2 separate regions of the Mus musculus genome follow, and region 2 is linked to region 1. A link is a contact called in public HiChIP or PLAC-seq data. All regions are on one chromosome and are shown on one strand. Each heading gives the region's core, a stretch centred on a gene start, on an enhancer-like site or on the middle of the called end of the contact. The rest is flanking DNA. Distances are from core to core; before and after follow the strand shown.

Region 1 (4,200 bases), core at 898-3,397:
CTACCCGCTACCCCACTACCCTGGTCACGGCCCGGTAGTCTCCCCAACTGTCCCGCAGCCCCGATCCCGCCCGCTCACTGTGGCAACTGCTGGTCGGGCTGGCTGGCGCCTCAAGACCAAAAGTCTTTAATGTCGCCGGCTACTTGCAAGTCCCGCACTGCCAGGGTGGCTGCGCGCAGTTCCCGCGCCCCGGGCGCCCGCAGGCCGCAAAAAAGCGGCCGCGCCTCTATCCGCGCAGCCGGGCTGGGTTACTTCTTAGAAACCTTTCTTCCTCACCATCGATCCTCCAGACGAAGAAAATCACTATGGAAGGCCCACGACCCTTCCCAGAGGACACCCCGCCGCTCACTGAGTTCTGGGGGACTTGCCCGAAGGGACCAATTTCCCGGAGTTCGTGGACCCTCCAGGGCAGCAGCCCGCTCCCACCCCTACCGCAGGGCTCCAATGATCCGCAGCCCCGCGGATTTCGAAAGCCTTCCCGGCTCGCTGGCGGCTAAGCGACCGTCACCAATGCGCGCCTAACTGTGGAGAACCACTGCCGCTTTCGGTGATCAGCCCTGCCCTTCACCCTGCTTGCAAAGTGCCCCCCACCTTTGCATCCTTGGCTGTCCAGAACCGCAGACCTGGGCAAGGAAGAACTGGGGGAAATAAGGATTTGGGGAGGGGGCTGTGATGGGTTAGATTGGGGGACTATGGACATTCACTAGTGGGAGGGAGCAAGCAGTCGGCCTTTCAAGCCACTGTGTGCCCACCACCCTGGCTGCACTGAGCGACCTTTCCTGGGAGCCAGAGAATTGCCTTCGCCATTACACCATCATCACCAGAAAACACGATTGCTCGTCTAGCGCTTTGAACTAAAAGGTGTTTTGTTTAGAAGTCCACTTAGGATCCCTGATCTGTTTTTCAGAGCATGGATTCTTTTTCATTTGCCATCTTTCACCTGAGCCACACCCTACTCCTGCCCCCCCCTTTCCTGGCTTTAAAAAATAATAAAATTAAAGCAAAAAAGAAACCTTGCAAACGACACTGAGGGGTAAAAAGGCCATGGATCCTACTTAGAAACCTATGGGGTCGTCTCCCTGATTTCACTCGCGTGGGGTTGTAATAGGGTGGGGTCAGCCACAGGCGGATCCCGGAGAACCGAAAGTGCACTTATTTCCACGTACACTCAAGTCTCAAGTCCCTCGGGCCTCCATCCAAGTCACAGACTTATCATGCATAAGGACTCAGCAGAGGTAGGAACCAGAAATTAGGAAATCTTAAAAAATAAAACAAAAGAAAAACCCCTTATCCATGCTTTGGGCGCGAAACCTCGACGCGCCTCTAAAAGGAACGTTAAGAAAAAGGCCGGGAGAAGGGCGCGCGGTTCGGGCGCCGGCCGGGGGATTGCATCATTTGCGGCTCCCCCTCCAGAACCCGGACTGAGAACCGCAGCCACCATCATGGCGCTCGGGTCGGGACGCGGGAAGCGCGTCCAGGCCGCGGCCAGCGAGCTTAGAAGCGTTTGCAAACTTGTTACTTGGCGGCGGAGCGCCGGTCTCTGGCCCCCTCCTTCCCTTTGTGTGCGTGTGCATGTGCGTGCGTACGTGTGTTTGCGTGTGCGCGTGTGTGATGTGTGCATATAAAGCGAGAAGTTGAAGTTTCTCCCTCTGGCCTTCCCCAAACCCCCCCTCCCTCGTCCCGAGCTGGTGGTTGTAAACTTGATTGGCATTGGCTGCGCCCACTGACCCCTGCACCGAGTCCACTGAAGATTTAAGGTGGATCTGCGAGGCTGCAGCTGCAGGCGGAGCCTCGCGCTTAACTGAGTTTTGGAAGAAAAAAAAAAAAAGCCTAAACCGTGCGCCTGCTGCGTTTTACGAATCCTTCGGTCCACAGGTCCGCGGGTCCCCGCCCAGCCCGCCGCGCTTCCCCCGCCCACCTTCCCCTGCTTCCCCATTGGCTCGCGCCTGCAGTTTGAATTTTTTTTTTTTTTTTTTTGGATGCTTGTTTTCTTGTTAAAAAAAAAAAATTACCGTACGGTAGATCATGTGATGAGACTTAGTTGGGGAGTCTGAGGTGGGGTGTTTTAGCTGGTTTGATTGCAGGTAGTAGGGAGTAGGATGGGTGGAGCTTTCTGTTCCAAAAGTTGCCCCCCCCCCGCCCCGCCCGCAAGTGCCGTTGACAGAATGCAGGCGGGAAGCTTCAGTTTGGGTAGAGATGTAGCATCAAACATTCACGGATGTCCAGGGAGCACGGGCACACAGGCTGCTGGCCAGAGGTACTAGGAAGGTACAGGCGGGAGTTCGACGAGGACGCACCTTCCCCTGTCTTGGAAAGGTAGACTTGGGGAGGGCGGGAGCGGGTAGTTATCCTAGAAATGAATATTACCCGTCATAGGAATAAACCAACCAAATACAAGGTGTGGCTATAGACTCTATATAGAGCAAAAGAGGTGTTATTTCTGGGGTTAGAGTGTCAAAATCCATCAGGACAAAGGCAGTCGGTGTCATTTTCTTCCTTTTTAACCTTAAAGGGGGGGGGGAACCTGTCTGTTTTCCAGGTTTGGTTCCCCACCCCCCCTTGTGAGGATGAGAAGGGGACATAAAGTCCCCTTTTGATTTCTGGGTCAGGAAACTCATTGGAAAGAGTTTGTTAAGATCTAGGAGGATTCAATTAGTAGAACAGGTCTAATACAAGTGATGGCTTTTATTAATTAGGATCCAACTATGTTTTTCTTTGCAGTGAAGCTTTTAAAACGTCATAATAATTAAACAGTAGTCCTAGATCAGTCTTTCTCTTTATCAGGGACATCTCATATGTATACCTTTCTTTGCCTTTGCCTTTTTTTTTTCTTCCCTTTTTCTTTCCTTAAAATAATTTCTCCTGATATCTCCTTTCAGTCTGTTTTAGCCAGAAGCCCAGCCTTAGCCTCCATTGGCCCCTGAACCAGTATGCCATGTTCTTAGTTTTTTAGCTGTCTAGTTCTGACCTTACCTCTCCCAGTCCACTAAGCTCCTTGACCCCGTCCATAAACCAACATGTTTGAGCTGCTCTCCAGGCTGTATTCATGGACTCTGTTAGAGGCTCAGTGCTTACCTCTGCCTTTCAGAGGACACATCCGATCAGAATGAGCAGTCCATGAGGAAAACCACATCCCTGGAAGGAGGAAGCTAGTCTCAGAAACAGGTCTTCATCTTGAGTGTGAGCCAAGCAGGGATTTGGATGGTCCCCGGACAGGGGTGTCATAGATAAAGATTCAGATAGCACGTGACTGTGAAAACAGGCTTGGAAACTTGGGCTTGGCATGGTGGAGCACACCTGTAATCTGAGCACTTGGGAGCTGGAGGCAGGAGGATCAGGAGTTCAAGGCCTGCTTAGGATACTGAGAGACTTTGCAGTCAGCCTGGGCTGCATATAACCCTCCCTACCTCGAATATACCAACAAGCGTACAAACAAAGGAGGTCATAAATAAAACCCCACTGGACATGGTGGTGTACAGCTTTAATCCCAGTACTCGTGAGGCAGAGGCAGATGGATCTCTATGAGTCCCAGGTCAAAAATAAATGCATTACTACTAATAATGGCTCCCCTCCCTCTTTCTCCCTCCCTCTACTTCTTGCTGGTCTTGAACTTGATGTGTCTGACGTAATCTCTTAACCAGATGGGACTGTAGGCACGTGCTACTGTATCCACCCTAACTTTTCATACTAAAGTGAAGCCTTTACATTTAGGCTCTGGAACAGCTAAATAGAAATCTATGGACATCTAGGTCTTGGGGGTGGGGAGGGGGAGGTTAAGTGTTTTCCGTGTGAGCATGACGACCCGGGTTTGGATTCCCGGAACTTATATAAAAAGCCAGCAATGGCAGTGCACGTTTTTAATCCCAGGGCTGGTGAGTGGAGAGAGAAAAAGTAGATTCCTGGGTTCTAGTGGCCAGCCATTCTAGCTAAAAAAATGGAGGGCCATAAGAGATGCCAGTGAGGACCCCCGCCTCCACATAGGTACACCCCATGCATGACACATGCGTGCACACAAAAGAAATCTACTAGCTAAGGTAACCTTTAAACAGTACTAGGTGGGAGCCAAATAATTGGGGTATGTACTGCTGACGGTGGTCCCAGACACAGAACAGAGCAGAAAAAGTTCTGCATATTGAAATATCATAGCACTGTGCACTGTCCACACGTTTGCGGCGTTCCTGGCGCAGACAAGCCAAGGGT
Region 2 (4,200 bases), core at 684-3,183, 1.9 Mb after region 1:
CACTTTATTTTTTGAGACAAGGTCATGCCCTAAGCCAAGAGCTTTGCAGTTTAGCTGAGTGGTTGGCTAGTGATCTCTGGAGCAACAGGGATCGGCCCGTCTCTGCAACTTTTTCTCACTGCCCAAGCTAGGCTTCCAGATGTGCATTCCTCCACTCCTGGGTTTTATGTGCATTCTGGGGACCCGAACTCAGGTCCTCACCCTTGTGCATCAAGCCCCGTTAACCACCAAGCCATCTTTCCAGCCACCCTATCGTACATCTAGCGTTAGGTTTTCCAAGAGAGACTTCTGTAAATAAAAACCTTCTTGCTGACTTAGATTCTAGGACAAAAAGGAGGGGAAAAAACCTAAAGCAAACAAGGAAGCTGAAGTGTCACCTTCTTCCTCAATTAGCCCCCGGGTGCACACACACCTCTGGATCTGGTGGAAAGTTGGACTAAGAGTAAATTCCAGAGCCTGTCAGACTTGTCTCTCCAGCTACTGGCAGTGCAGGACTGAGACCTCTCAGGTAACAGCTTGTCTTGGGGGAGAAGCACTTATGCCACAGACATAAGACTAGCCAGGCTCCAGGGTGGAGAGCAGGGCAGAACCCGTGCATGCAGCTGCGCTTCCAAAGCTCGAGAAACAGCGTTTCAGGGGAGCAGTGGGGCCGTGCCTGGGAGCACCTCCTCTTGGTGAGCGAGGGGCTGGAAAGTACACCCCTCTTGGAGGTGGGGAAACAGTTGAATGTTGTCTAGAGGGTGCCGAAAGGAGGCTCCCTGGCTTCGGTCAGCTCGTTAGTGAGAACTGTATCAGCATCACCTACACTCAACCATTTCTGGGCAAAACAACGATGCTTTTCTCATGAGCAGCACTCACCAAAAGGCAAGATTCTGCCCAAGGCCAGCGTTGTTGGGGGCGGAGCTAGAGAACACACGGTTTGGTATTTTAACCGTGTGATTTATGATGTCATGCTGTCTAGTTACATACAATCTAGAGTCAATTTTACAGACTGATTGGATGATGTGAACCAGTGCACCAGATTTTAAAACAAGCTTCCATTAATCCAAGCCAAGAATCACATTCTGTCAAATATCAAAATGAACTCTGACACATTTTTAACATGTCTCCAGATCTCAAATGTTTCCTGTGTCACCCATTATCATTAGCTTATTTTTAGTTTATAGATATTTAAAATTAGGATACTCCAAATGTGTGCTATCTGTATAAAGCGGTTTTGAGTTAAACAGGTTAGTCTACATTATTGCCCCGGTGGAATCATTGCTTTAATACTTAAAAGAATCGGGAAAATAACTCAATGGCACTCACATCAATTATGCCAGATTTATGACTTAAAAATTTTTAATTTTTATAGCAATTTTCCCTGTCACTCTTTACTAACATTGTTTATTCTTAGATTGCCAGTGGCTAAGTTCTTAGCAATTAGGTGGCCCCCAGGTGAATAGCCTGTTGGTGCATCGTTGATCATGAGAGACCAACTTTTCGATAGCCCCTACCTCAGTGCTCCCCGCGGGTGTCTGCTGGACCCAGAGCAGTAGCAGCAGGGTGAGCTGCCCTCCTGGAAGCCACAGCGCCATCCTCCTGTCTGTAGCACTTGGTAGACACGTTCTCTTAGATCTACTGGTCAGTGGGCAGCTTGGTGGTTTGTGTCAGCAACACTTCTTTATTCTGAAAGCCTCGTCCCAGAATACGCTCTAGAGTCCTCCTTTGGCATTTTCTTTTCCGGCTGTGTCTGAGGTTCTGCTCCTGCCGCAACTGTGACTTCTGTTGAATATCAACAACCTCAACAACCGACAGTTTCCTCCAAGGTAGAAGTCTAGCGCCTTTGCAGTGTTGAAGTCTCCGCGAAAGGGCCAGATGTGCGCGGCACAGAATGGTTTTCAGTGTAAAGAAGGCAAAAACCGTCTCTCTGTCTAGTCGGCATGCAGGGGAATGCCAAGGGTCTGTTCAGGGTCAGGCTGTGCAGTTCAGCCTTGCCTTTCCCAGATCGACAAGAAAAGGCATGCTCCAGGAGTACTCGGGCCAAGTCCCATTATCTGCAGCCCCAGGCTTTCCCTGTGAGCCACTGCAGTGGCACATGAAGCGCAGCTGGGGAGATGCGATCTTAAGGTGGACCTGTGTCAGGCTCATCTGGCAGTGCTGATAGCCCTGCCCTGGAATGATTGCCCTCCAGCAGCACAGGCTTTTAATGTTGTGTGTTCTTTGCTGCCTCTCCACGGTGTGTTTGAAACATCCCCGTTCAGAGACGGGGGCTGTTGGAGTCACAGCTTTGAATGTTTATTTCTTTTGAGAGCTTCAGGTTTTCTATCTATTGTAATCTGCAATGAGGCCCGCAGGCAGGAGTTAAGTCCGACTTTCCACTGTTAACCACATTTCCTGCTCAAGTCTGGCTGTCCTTCCACTACTCCCGACCTTTCAGAGTCTGCTGGCTCGCAGACGTTGTTTATGTTCCCTGCCTCTTATCTAACTGTGACAAGAACCAAATTCCGTTCTTGGGAATTGTGGTCCTGCTTTCTTTTTACCACGTTAAATATTGGTCTGTCTGAAGTTTCCCAAGTCATAGAAGCATAAAAGAAGGAACGCTAATTATTCAAAATGATTGCTTGGAGAAAGCCACTATTTTGATTTACATTTTGGCTTTATACCCACAACACACACACACACACACACACACACACACACACACACACACAGAGCAGAAGTGAAATCACAAGACTTTGTATACTGTTTGTTTCCCATTAATGTTTTATTTATTTATTTGTTTGTTTCTCACAAGTGTGTGTGTGTGTGTGTGTGCTTGTGTGTGTGTTCAACTTGAGTGTCTTCCTACCCCTCACTCTCCACCTTAGTTTTTGATCCGGGCTTTCAGTGAACCTGGAGCTCACAGATTTGGTAGTGGATTGAGAAGCCCCGTGTCTGCGTCCCCATACTAGGACTGCAGGCGCGTGCTGCGTTTGTTCTGTTGTTGCTCTGCCTGATGAGTTCCTGTGAGCTGCATGGCCAGTGCCTTCCCAGCAGAGCCGTCTTTCCAGCCCTAATGATTAATTTTTCAAGGGTTTTTTTCAAGATAGTGTCTCATATATCCGAGGCTGGTTTTGAACTCAATATGGAACTGAGGCTGACACTCAATCTTTGATCCTCTGTCTCTATCTCCTGGGTACTGGAATAGCAGGGGTAAGCCATCATAACCTGTTTCTATGGTACTGGGGGGTCAGACTGCCAGGCCTTTATGCTAGACAAGCACTCGACCAATGCAGCTGCATCAGCAGCCAGCACTGTAACATTTACTATTAATGTGTGTGTGTGTGTGTGTGTGTGTGTGTGTGTGTGTGTGTGTGTGTGTAGCTCGAACTTGCCTTGAATTCTTGATTCTCTGTCCCTGTCTCAGGAGTGCTGGGATTACAGATGTGCTCAAGAGCTCCAAACTTAAGATAAAGCCATGTTTACTGTTTCCCACTAATACCTAATACTTGACAAAATTGACTAGCTGCTCAGGATCAGAATAGGTGCATAGGTGGAGACATCGGAACTAGCGAGGATTAGGCAAGGGCAAGCATAGAGAATGTACCGCGAGGAGGTGAAACTCAGCCAGTTTCTTAATGGACTTTAAAAATGGCTTTTAAATAAGATTTTACTCTGTGGTTCATTTTTCTCTTTCTTCCCTTCTTTTCTTCTTCCTCCCTCCCCCCTTCTTTGTGACCGAGTCTAACTCTGTAGCCTTGGCTAGCCTGGAACAGTTTGTGTAGACTGGCCTCAGTGTTACAGAGATATGCTGCCCCTGCTCCCTGAGTGCTCTGATTAAAGGTGTTTGTCGCCACAGCCAGCGGCTCTGTAAGTCTTAAACTTACCTTTAACCTAACAGCAATTTGAACTGGCCATGGATTTGACCCGGCACAGTGAAGCCTGTGTGCTCTGCCACACACAGTTCTTTCCTGTAGCTGTGTCTCATGAACCATGACACAGTATGACAGCCAGGAGACAGATTCTGGTGGAATGGAACGTGTGCACGTCTGTCGCCTTTCATCACTTGCAGAGCCTTTAGGAGACGCACTCGGCCACTATAAAGATGTAAATCCAGGGGCTGGAGAGATGGCTCAGTGGGTAAGACGGTTTGCCACCCTCACAGAGGAGCTGGGTTTGACTCCCAGCACCCACACGGCAGCTCACAGTGAACTGTAACTCCAGCTACAGGGGGTCTTA

What was found. HiChIP or PLAC-seq counts read pairs in DNA pulled down with a chosen protein or histone mark.
Region 2: a contact with region 1 is called in an H3K27ac HiChIP or PLAC-seq map of regulatory T cell precursor, with 10 times the contacts expected there. The contact joins the promoter of Art4 here to the promoter of Lockd in region 1. A contact is called at or near these places in 2 of 39 promoter capture datasets (liver and pre-B cells) and 3 of 115 datasets of contacts at active chromatin or transcription factors (large pre-B cells, regulatory T cell precursor and thymic regulatory T cells).

Annotation. Positions count from the first base shown.
Region 1 is chr6:134,926,945-134,931,144 of GRCm38.p6, forward strand. Lockd (lncRNA downstream of Cdkn1b) reads left to right here and starts at 2,148. Exons shown (of 2, transcript NR_037956.1): 1 at 2,148-2,341.
Region 2 is chr6:136,855,667-136,859,866 of GRCm38.p6, forward strand. It overlaps Art4 (ADP-ribosyltransferase 4), which reads right to left and starts at 1,934. Exons shown (of 3, transcript NM_026639.2): 1 at 1,497-1,934. The coding sequence starts at 1,577.